Linked DNA regions of Pan troglodytes: regions 1, 3 and 4 are each linked to region 2. The links are chromatin contacts, called in public HiChIP or PLAC-seq maps. All regions are on one chromosome and are shown on one strand. Each heading gives the region's core, a stretch centred on a gene start, on an enhancer-like site or on the middle of the called end of the contact. The rest is flanking DNA. Distances are from core to core; before and after follow the strand shown.

Evidence for each region. HiChIP or PLAC-seq counts read pairs in DNA pulled down with a chosen protein or histone mark.
Region 1: a contact with region 2 is called in an H3K4me3 HiChIP or PLAC-seq map of stem cell-derived excitatory neurons, with 3 times the contacts expected there. The contact joins the promoter of LOC104007846 here to the promoter of ATOSB in region 2. A contact is called at or near these places in 1 of 7 Hi-C or Micro-C datasets (induced pluripotent stem cells) and 1 of 1 datasets of contacts at active chromatin or transcription factors (stem cell-derived excitatory neurons).
Region 3: an H3K4me3 HiChIP or PLAC-seq map of stem cell-derived excitatory neurons shows a contact between it and region 2, with 5 times the contacts expected there. The contact joins the promoter of TESK1 here to the promoter of ATOSB in region 2. A contact is called at or near these places in 1 of 7 Hi-C or Micro-C datasets (stem cell-derived neural progenitor cells) and 1 of 1 datasets of contacts at active chromatin or transcription factors (stem cell-derived excitatory neurons).
Region 4: an H3K4me3 HiChIP or PLAC-seq map of stem cell-derived excitatory neurons shows a contact between it and region 2, with 6 times the contacts expected there. The contact joins the promoter of LOC747332 here to the promoter of ATOSB in region 2. A contact is called at or near these places in 1 of 7 Hi-C or Micro-C datasets (stem cell-derived neural progenitor cells) and 1 of 1 datasets of contacts at active chromatin or transcription factors (stem cell-derived excitatory neurons).

Annotation. Positions count from the first base shown.
Region 1 is chr11:80,578,715-80,581,414 of NHGRI_mPanTro3-v2.0_pri, forward strand. LOC104007846 (phospholipid-transporting ATPase FetA-like) reads right to left here and starts at 1,375. Exons shown (of 21, transcript XM_016960478.3): 1 at 1,286-1,375.
Region 2 is chr11:80,868,788-80,871,487 of NHGRI_mPanTro3-v2.0_pri, forward strand. It overlaps ATOSB (atos homolog B), which reads left to right and starts at 1,390. Exons shown (of 9, transcript XM_009456558.4): 1 at 1,390-1,531.
Region 3 is chr11:80,378,122-80,380,821 of NHGRI_mPanTro3-v2.0_pri, forward strand. TESK1 (testis associated actin remodelling kinase 1) reads right to left here and starts at 1,438. Exons shown (of 10, transcript XM_054658822.1): 1 at 861-1,438; 2 at 594-715; 3 at 414-462. The coding sequence starts at 1,079.
Region 4 is chr11:81,330,864-81,333,563 of NHGRI_mPanTro3-v2.0_pri, forward strand. LOC747332 reads left to right here and starts at 1,252. Exons shown (of 4, transcript XM_024345621.3): 1 at 1,252-1,361; 2 at 1,659-1,726; 3 at 1,971-2,030; 4 at 2,154-2,316. The coding sequence starts at 1,680. The coding sequence ends at 2,310.

The sequences.
Region 1 (2,700 bases), core at 125-2,624, 290 kb before region 2:
GACTAGAAAACTAGAGGTTACCTTGTTTAACTTCCTTATTTTACAGATGAGGAAGTTCAGGCTCACACAGGGAAAAAATCTTTCTCACACAGCTATATAGTGGCAGAGTTAAATCTAGAATACAGATTCTTCCTACTACTTCACCATGCTTTGACGCTGCACTGGGTAATGAGTAGGCACTTAATATGCTGACGACTCATTCTTAAATTTATAAGGGGTTTTTGTCTCTTTTGGTTCAATGCTAGGCCTCATGTCTAGATGAATACCTGGCACATAGTAAGCGCTCAAAAAATATCTGTTGCATTTGAACCTAGTACCAAGCAAGACAAATTCCTTGGAAGTTAATTAGAACTCAGAGGATCATTTATAATAATCCCCTATACACTTAGAGAAAATGTATAGTTTTCAAAGTGCTTTCATATATATGAGCCCATTTGATCCCTCTGAGGTAGACATGGCAGGAGTTATTAGTCCTAGATAACAGATTCAAGTTATTGAGGCTCTGAGAAGTTAAAGGTCATCTCCTGACTAGAATGTAGCAGAACTGGGCCCAATCTTCTGACTCCTACTTCAATACCATCTCCACTATTTGTTGCTTCTTCAACTTTGCCTGTCTGCTTCTGGGCTTGGGAGGATTATTCAGGGAGTTAGTCCGAATATTCACAATGAATACGACGGCGACAACTTAGGCTGAAAGATGTGATTTTTCTTTCTTAAAAGTCCATTGTTAAAGGTACTTCTGTTCTAATTCTGATTAGATATAGCCTACAGAAATTAGCGGCTAATTCAAATCTGAAAGCTTGCTGAAGCCATGGGTAGCCAGCCAGAGTTTGACTCTTCCCTCTAGAGTAGGTATCCTATGCCAAAGAGTGGGAGGGAATGATAGCAAACGTGCCACTTCAGATCAAGTATGGGACAAGGATTATGACTTCTTAGAGAATCTGCATAGTGCTGGAAAAGTGGAAAACTCCCTGAGTTAACAAGAATGTGCAATTGCTGGAGGTTTGGGGGTATCTCTTCATGAAATAACTGGAAAAATATGTGCCCTTTAGGAGTTACATGGGGGATAAAGCCCCCCTTCCTTAGATAATCTCGACAAATATGTCCTCTGTGGGAGTGTCTGGAAAACCAGTATACTCGAATATGGGGAGTTGTCTCAAGAAAGTATAAGGATAGACAGCTACTGGAAATACTGAGAGGGGACAGAGTCTCTCTTCAAGGAATATTGGGAGGGAGAAGGCGATAACTTCTACTCGGGCACCCACTTTGGGAGCCTCTTGCTCACCGTCGCCTCCCGGCCTCCAACTCCGGCAACTGCCATCTCAACGCACCTTCCTGCGCAGACGCCCTAGAGACCCAGGTTCCGGCCTAGAGCAGAGCCCCGCCCACAAACCACGCCCATCTCCCATGAGCCCGCCTCTGGCCACACCCCTACCCTCAAGTGCCAGACCCACCGTTTCTCCATGGAGAGGGCCCCTAGGGGCCGATCTGGCTTTGAAGTACCCGAACTATGCTGGCCGCTGGGGAAATGGAGATACAACACTCAGATCCTGCCTTTGGGTAGATCACAGGCTGATGAGGGGAAAGAGACAAGTAAATTATAACAATACGTAGAGTGCTGTGGGGAGGCGTCCAGATAGCAGAGCCTAGAAAGCAGTGGAAAAGGCTGGCAGATTTTCCAGCAAGGGGAGCAGCATGTGCAGGCACGGAGGGGTAGGAGCACACAGTGCTTGTCGGGGACCTGCCGGGGCAGTACTTTAGAACAGCTGCAGGATAGGGGCAAGGGGGGCGGTGCTGGCTGCGCTATCTTGGAGGGTCTTGGAGTTTCAGCCTGGAGGCTATGGGTGACCACTGAATAGTTTAATAGGAGAAGGACTTTATATTGGAGTGCGTGAAGAGAGCAGGGTAAGAACGGAAGCAGGGGATTATCACAGTAACTCAGGCATGAGGACCTAAAAGCTGCCACGACTCTTGTGGTGGTGGGAACTTGAGGCGACCCAATGGATTCAAGAGGTAATTTTGAGGCAGAAATGTGAAGTGGCTGGCTTGGGAGAGGAGCGGGGAGGAGGAAGTTTTTAAATGAGCAACTGAACTCTAAGGATTTATTTAGCAAGCAGTGGAAACGGAGCTAGTTCCCTGTCTGGTGCCCCGTTAGTCCCTGCCCCACAAGTAGTGTTAGTGCAGGTTGAGAGAGTAGGTGAGCACTATCTTTCTTGTTTCAGCTTTTCCCATTTCCACGCCATGAGGCCTTTTACCTTATTTCTTCCCCTTTGGGAGTGGGCTTTCTACTGCAGCTCTTCTTCCTCGAATAGAGCCTGAATGAAAGTCCAAGGTACAGTCCTAAGCCTAATCTTCTGTCCTGTATGTGGCAGCCTCAGTCCTCTGCCAAGACGGGCAGGCACACCTCTCCCCAGTGGGCCCCTGCCTTGTCCTCACAACCCAGGCTGTGATCTGTCCTAGCGAGGACAGATCTAGACAAAGGGAAGAGAAGCATGGACTAGTTTTCACCAGAATACCTCTCCTGCTACTCTTTTGGACCTTTTGTAGGAAGCTGGTGCCGTAGGTCCCATGACTCTGTTAATTAGATTGGTGGTCTCAGGTCTAGGACAGGATGTTAGCCCAGTGGTGTTTATCCAGAACCACTTTAGGCTTCACCCACTGGCTGTCAGGTATGGGGGTGGAGGAGTGTGAAGCAGCAAA
Region 2 (2,700 bases), core at 140-2,639:
TAAATCTAAAATTGTTCTAAAATTAATTTTTTTAAAGTCAAGTAATTTACCTAAATCTATACAGCTAGTAAATACTCAAAGGTATGAGACAAACTCATAAGTTGAACCCATAAGTTGAAGTTTGAAGTTGAAGTTGAAGAAGTTTAGATGACTTCAAACTCTGTGGTTTTCCCACTACACGAAACCTTTCTTAGTTTACCCTTCTGGGATTATGTAGGCATTTGTATCACTGTCTAAATAATAAGTTCCTTATGGCCAGAGAAAATACTTTTTTCTTTCTTTTTTTTGCGCTTCCACACCACTGACGTTGAGTAAACCAGTTTAAGTTAACTACTGACAAAGTCACAGAGCCTAAAGAATCTGAGATTTGGCCGGGTGCTGTGGCTCACGCCAGTAATCCCAGCACTTTGGGCAGCCGAGGCGGGCGGATCGCTTGAGGTCAGGAATTTGAGACCAGTCTGGCCAACATGGTGAAACCTGTCTCTACCAAAAATACGAAAATTAGCCCGGCCTGGTGGCGCGCGCCTGTAATCCCAGCTACTCTGAAGGCTGAGGCAGGAGAATTGCTTGAACCCAGTAGGCGGAGGTTGCAGTGAGCCGAGATCGCACCACTGCACTCCAGTTTGGGCGAAAGAGCGAGACGCCGTCTCAAAAAAAATAAAAAAGAATGTGACTTTTGTAGAACTTGATCAAATCCAGACCCAAACGGTCCGCTCCTCGGAGAGGCCACAGATTGGCGCTGAGCTGGGCTGTCTCAGTTCTGCAAGTGTCCTGTGCTGCCATCTACCGGTGTCTGGGAAGCGTCGCCCTCCCTTATTGTATCTCCTGGGGAGAGGTGGGAGAGGGCGCCGCTTAAATTACAGAACATATGTAACTGTCATGCAGTTCATTAGACACCTGTACAAGGGAAAGGCCTCACTTTTCTCCAGCAATTGCAGGCCCTCCTAACTCCATATCAACACTCATCTCGTAAAATTCACAGATCTCGCTGACCTGCCTCAGTAGGTACAGATCTGACTCCTACTGTCCATCCCATCCCAGAACCCACACCCGCCTGCACAGCGTAGGCTTCAGAAACTGCTCAACCTCGCAGACCTGAACCCCACCGCCCAGATTCCCTCATTTTCACAGACCCCTGAGATTCCTTGCACTACCTTGCAATCCCTACGGACCTCCCCTATTAGTGCAAATGCACGCGCCCACCCAGACATCCCTACAAAGAGGTTCGAGTTCCGGCGGCAGCTCACACCGGTGCGAAAACAGCGAGATAGCCCCAACCTGGCTCAGAGCCCTCAGGCTGGTGGCTTCGGCCCTGGCTCCATCTCCCCACCTCTGCCCTGATCCGCTCCGCTCAGGCTAGCAGCCTGCCGGCCGAGGCCCCGCCCCTCTAGACTTGTCATCACAGAAGCCGCACGTGGCCGGGGTGGGACCTCAGGCGACCCGCGGCCATCACTTTGTCTCCTCCTTCCTCCATTGGGGCCGCCACCGCCAATCAGAGCCAGCGGATCCTGGTTGGAGTGCGACCGCCCGGGTGAGGCGTGAGGGAGAAGGGGCGGAAGGAGGAGGGGCTCTGAGATGGGAGGGGGATCGTGGTGGAAGGGTCCTGGCGCGACTTCTGCCAGGCTGGAATCCGAGGGGGCGGGTCCTGGTGAAAGGCGGAGAGACCGAGAGGAGGCGGGGATCGGGGGTGGGGCCTGGGAAAAGCTGAGGATCCTGGGGAAATGCAAAGAAAACGCGAAGGAGGTGCGAGGTCAGAAGGGGGCGGGGCCCGGGCTACAGGGGAGGAGCTCGAGAAATTAAACGAGGAAAGGGACAAGTCCGCAGAAGGTGGAAGGTGGGACAAGGGAGAGGGTGGGCCCGGGCGTTGCGGGGGCGGGGCTCGGACTGAAGGGGCGAGGTTTGCAGACGGAGGCTACAGCTAGGGCTGCTCAGTAACTGCCCCAACCACTACCACGTCCCCAAGTGCAACGGGACCCACGGAACTACAGGTGTGGGGCAGGGTGAGCGTGGAAGAAGGGACGCGGATGGGGGTGCGCTTTGCAGAAGATCTGGAGACTGCTGTGTGTTGAGGGAAGATACGAAGTCGCGGGAGCAGTTGGGGACTCAACTGGTGGGCAACAAGGTGCATTCTCCAGAGGCCTCTATGGGGGAAGGGCGGGAGCGCTTTGTTGTGGGGGGGTTGCGAGGTACACTGTGAGGGGGCTGTCTCTGTCTGATGTGGGGGATTGGAGGAGGTACATGAGGGGCAGGGGACATGGAGGCGCTTTGAAGGAAGGGGGGGCTGTTTAATGGAGAAGGAGTGTAGCGGTGTCGGAGGGTCTGCGGGCACTATCTAGGGGAAGGGGTTGTAGGCCCAACTTGAGGCAGGAGAACAGAACCCCCAGTACTTTGACAAAGTAACAGTTTAGGGCATTGTAGTAACTCCAGGAAGACACTTGTGTTCTGGGTTCTAAGAGCAAGGGTGTTGGGGTTAGTGGGGTGAAGAGGCCAATCTATTGCACTCCTGTCTGCTCAGCTTTTAACTCCGCCTTCTGGCCTGGGCACTCAGAGAGGAGTCAGACCCTGCTTGTCACTAGGGCTTGTGTGAATGTCTCCTCAGTCTATTTTGGATCTGTCCAGCTGAGACTGGGGTTTCTTCCCTAAGCTGAGGTCCCGGGGGACCCTTCCCCCGCTGGGTTCCTGTCAACCCCCCATCCTAGT
Region 3 (2,700 bases), core at 188-2,687, 490 kb before region 2:
TTCTAGGATTGCCCCGTTCAACTCAATAGCCATTAGCCATGTGCAACAATTTAACTAATTTAAAAAATTTTTTATTTAATCAAGTTGACCCACAAAAAAAATCTAAACAATGAAAATAATTTAAATTTAACCACATGTGGCTAGTGGCTACTGTATTGGACAGCACAGATAGAGAACATTTCCGTCACTGAAGAAAATTCTATTGGACAGCACTGTTCTAGGGGATACAGAGAATAAGAGCAGTTGAGGCCTTTTATATGTGGTTTGCCTAAAGGGAAGTTCAGGAAAGCCTCCCCTGGGAGGAGATCCTGTTGCCTCTCACTAGTCCTCCGTAGATCCACCAGGCCTGTTGACTCCCTTTATCCTTGGGGGTGAAGGGGGGTGGGGATCCCTCCTTCCTGGCCTATCCTCACCTCTGTAAGAGCGTGCAGCTGTCCCTGGTGCACACAGACCCCCATGAACCTGCAAGAGGATGGGGAAGATAGAAGGATAGGCTATTAAAGGCCTCAGCTCCTCCTCAGTTCCACTTTTCCCGCGGGATCTTTCCCTTTCTCTCCCGCCCAGCAAGCTGCCCAGAGACTGGGGCCGCTCACCTTAGGATGTTGGGGTGCCTGAGCCGGTTCATCAGCTGCACTTCCCGTAGTGTGTTGCCCCGGTTACTGGGGAGCTTGTTCATCTTCAGCACCATGACTTGCCCTGACTGTCGGTGCCGAACCTGGGGGCAGGAGCAGCCGGCGAGGGCCGGGCAGGTCGGGCGGGTCGCCGGAGTCTGGACCCTCTTCCCCGCACTCCCGGCCCCCTAGTTTCAGCCTCTGGTTGAAGGCTCGGTCCCGCCCCTCTGCCCTCTCGGCCGGTCCTACCTTGTAGACCTCAGAGAAGAAGCCGGCCCCGATCTTCTCCGCGCAGTGAAAATCGTCCACACGCGCCAGGCTAGACACGGCGCTGCGGAGAGCCCGGTAGGAGGAGGGGCGGCCCCGGCCCGGGCCTCCGCCCGTGCCCCCCGGCCCCGGGGGCCCCTCCCCCGGCACCTCTCCAGGCCCGGGCCCAGGGCCCCGCAGTGGGGGCCGTTCCCCGGCCATGGCCGGGCCCCCAGCCCGGGCCTGCCTCACATGGCAGGGTCCCCAGGGCCCGGACAGGCCGCGCTTGCCATGGGCGCGGGCCCAGCCCGATCCCGGGCGCCCGGACTCCGGCTCCCGCCCTGAGAATGGAAGATCCGCCGAAGATCCTGGACCCGCCCCCGCCGCGCCGGCTGGCTGGGCCCGGGTGGACGCCGCGCCGCTCCGCTCCGCGCAGGGCCTGGGCTTGGGCCTGGACCGGGCGGTGGCGGTGACGGTGGCGGCAGCGCTCCGGGGCGCCGGCGGGCTGGCTTGCCGCGGGCGGAGGCGGGCGGGCGGGCGGGCGGCGGCTGCTCCGCTTAGCCGCCGGGGATCAGGCTCCGCGGCCTGCCGGGGGCGGGGCTGGGCCGGGCCTCCGCTTAACTCCTTCCAGCCCGGCCTCCCGGCAGCGGCCACGCCCCCTCAGGTGCGCACCCCCGCCTCCCCGCTTTCCGGCCGCGATGCCCTGGGCCGCCCGGGTCAAATAAGCTCCGGCCTGAGCTTGAATAACGGGAGGGAATTAAGGGCTGATGGTGCGCATGCGAAGCTTAGCTGCCCAGGGAGTCCCCTCTCCTCCCTGGGTTACTGTCCGTTGAGGATCGGGCTCAGAAACCTGCCGGATTCCTGGGCTCCAGGGACCAACGGGGCAGAAAGGCCCCTCAGGCCCAGCCGCAATCAGAGGTAGCCTAGCAACCTGTCCACCTTCCTGGCCTGCGCCCCGGCCCAGCCTGCCCATTTCCCAGGTCTCTTCGACTCCGACACCTTGAACCTCTGGCCTCCCTAACACCTTCTACCTTCACGGGAGGTTGTGATACCCCGGGGCTATAGGAAGCCTTTGGCCGGCCCATACCCAGCTTAGCCCCGACTCCTCCTCACTTCATCCTGCCGCCTCCCAATAAAGAAGAGAGTCCAGGTCCTCCGCCCTGTGACCACCCAGCCGGGACCTCCCTCTTACTACTTTGCCCAAAAGACTCTTAAGAGAGAAGCCTCCACCTGCAGGGAAGCCCGTCCTTCCGCAAGATCCCACCCCCCTCAAAGAACGCTGTCCCTCGGAGACCCCTCCCTTCCTCAGTGAGACACCTCCCTTTCGGGGGCACTTTTCCCCAGTGTGGCACTGCCACCGTCAGTGTGTCAGAACCCCTCAGTGCTGCACCCCCTTGCTCTGTGTTCCTCCCACGCAGTGAGACCCCACCTCCGAGGAACTCCACTAGTCATTGTGACCCCTCCTCTCAAGGTGACTCCTCCCCTCAGTGTGACCCAGCCCTCCTCAGTGTGAGGGTTCCGCCCTCCATGTAGGAACACGGTCTGCCCCCTAAGGCCGGAGGAAGGGCTGCAACTGGCCTCTTTAAGTCGGCGCGGTGCGTGGGTGCGCACGCAGTCTCAGGACTCCGTGCACTCGCCGTACCAGACGCTTCCGGTTCTGCCGCTGGCTCCTCCTCCGGCCTCGGCGAAATAGCCAATCATCGCTAGGGTTGGGTGGTGACACGCGATCCCGGCGGGCCACTCCGGGGCAAACGGTTTAAAAGGGCGTCGTTGGGCCGCCTGCCACCTAGCGGCGGAACGGTGGGCGGAGGGAGAGAAAGCTGCCGTCTCGAGTGCGGAGGCA
Region 4 (2,700 bases), core at 2-2,501, 460 kb after region 2:
GAGAGGGAGAAAGAGGGTGGGATGGGGGAGAGAAGAGGGGTATCCATTCCTCACATTTCAACCAGAGGAAACTTTCACCCCACTTATTTCTGGTCACTCCCTCCTATACAGTCAGCCCAGCCCCAAGACTGTCTTTCCCCTTACTCAAACCGACTACAGCTCAGTACTGGGCCTTGACTGGGATGTCAGAGGTCTGGGGCAGCTATTTCCAACCTCCTACACTGGGTTGATTGCCCTTTCTTGACACCTTCTACTTCTTCCAGCCAGCCTGCTCCATTTATAGTAAGAATCTCACTATTCTCTTTTGATCCTCCCAGCTCTACCCCTACCTCTCAGAGGGCAGACAAGGTGCCTGTCTTGTTTGTTGGTTGTTTTGTTTTGTTTTGTTTGAGACGGAGTCTCACTCTGTCGCCCAGGCTGGAGTGCAGTGGTGCGATCTCAGCTCACAGCAACCTCCGCCTCCCAGTTTCAAGCAATTCTCTGCCTCAGCCTCCCGAGTAGCTGGGATTACAGGCGCCTGCCACCACGCCCGGCTAACTTTTGTATTTTTAGTAGAGACGGGGTTTCACCATCTTGGCCAGGCTGGTCTTGAACTCCTGAACTCGTGATCCACCCACCTCGGCCTCCCAAAGTGCTGGGATTAAAGGCGTGAGCCACCGTGCCCGGCCACCTGTCTTCTTTACTACTACATCCCCATGCCCAGCACAGAGCCTGACACACAGGTGGTCATTCAGCAAATATTTGTTGATTGAATGAATGTAGCAAAAAAAAAAAAAAAAAAAAAAATCACAGGAAGATAGGTCTCAGACCAGAGAGGAAGGGCAATGACCCTCCGGCCATTCAGTGACTTAGCCGAGGCCACTCAACCAGGTATTTCCGTAGCCTGGCCTTTTCTAGACTGGACTCTATCTGAGGACCTATTCCTCCTCGGCCCAGGGTCATACAAGGGGAGGAAGGCAGGCAAGAGAGGCACTTGGCAGGGCAGAAGCCCAGGGAGGGGTAGAGGAGACGTGGGGATTAAGAAAACAGTACTGGACTTAGTCCCAACTCTCTTTTCTTGCTGCCTGCTGCGGAAGCCTCGGCCCCCCAAGGTGTAGCTCCAAAACCTGACTTAACACCTATAAAAGAGGGTCCTTTGCCCGCATCTTAATCAACCGACTCCGCCCCTGGCCTCACCCCGTAAGATGACGTTTCGACTCCGCCTCCTCTGGGAGACATGAACACCCCACCCCTTCCGGGGGACAGGCAAACCTAGTGCGCAACGGCATCCCTGTGACGTAATAGTAACGGTCCGTTTCCGGGGTGGAGCCAGGGAGGGCGGGAGTTTAGGCTGCGCTGACCCCTCTCAGCCCCCCCTCCAGGTGACCCCAGCCCCTGAAAATCCTCACCCAGGGCCCCAAATCTCCCAGCCCCATGACCGCCAAACCTCTCGTCCTGGCCCCCTAAATGCCCCAGGCCCCGGAGATGACCGGCCTCCTCACCCCTTAACTTCCAGTGCCTCCCAAATCTCCAAGCCCACCCTGTCCCGTGGTGGCAACTGAGGCTTCCCGGGGGCATCAGCCTCAGATTACCTGAGAACTGGGCAGCCTCGTCCTGAGAATGACGGAGAAGGGGACCTGGGGCTAGGGAATCCCTGATTCAATCATGCCGCTCCCCAGGAGACGTTCGGAGCCCAGGACATGTCGGGAATGAGGAGATACGAGGTGGCGCTGGAGGCGGAGGAGGAGTGAGTGGAGGCGGGTTCTGCGGAGGAGGAACCAGGCGGCTCCGGGGTGGGGGAGGGTGGAGTTCTGCGGGGGCGAGGGGTGGGCAGGGCGAGCCTCCCAGGGGCGTGGGCGCGAAGGGAGCCGCTTTTAGAGGCGGGGCGGAGCCTTCCTCGAGGGCGAGGCACCGCGGGGCGGAGTCTGTAGGGTCAGCTCCTCCCCGCCCCGCCCCGCCCCGCCCCGCCCGGCTCTGCCCTCTCTCTGCAGGATCTACTGGGGCTGTTTCTACTTTTTCCCCTGGCTTCGCATGTGGCGGAGGGAGCGGAGGTGAGGGGGCTGCGATACCGCGGACCCGCCCCGGGCATGGACGGGACTCAGTCTCTGAGGACCCATCGGGGGGAATCCGGTAGCTCCCGCCCCGCCTCATGCCAGTGTCGGGTCGCCCCACAGCTCGGCGCACCCCGGGGAGCAGAAGCTGGAGCCTCTGCGAGGCCTGATGAGCTGTCTGTCCAGCGGCCTGGGTCCTACTCCCCAGCGCTCGGGTCGTGGCTTCCCCCGCCGCAGCCCCACCGCCGCTGCCCAGCCAGCCAGTGCATTAAAGATTTAAACCGAAGCCCACCGTACTGACCTCCTGACTCTGCCGCCGCTGTCGCCATTCGAGCCGGGCGCCCCTCCCCACATGGGCTCTGTTCCGTACTGACAGGGCGTCCCTCCCTGGAAGGGTGCCCTTCCACGTCAAAGCCCCTCATCAGTGTCAGGCCTCCTGTTACTATCAATGGCTGTCTCCCCCAATCCCAACCCCCAAAAACCCATACTGTGAGTCGCCTATATGAAGAGAACTAAATAATCCTGCCTGTTACTCCCTTCCTCGGAGCGAGGACTTTGCCAGCTGTCTGAAGAATCTTCTCTGCTGGGAGTATATCTAAAACATTTTAAGCAGAGGTGTAGGATGCAGGCTGTAAATGATAAGAGGGGGAGATTCCTAGAAGCTGCCTGC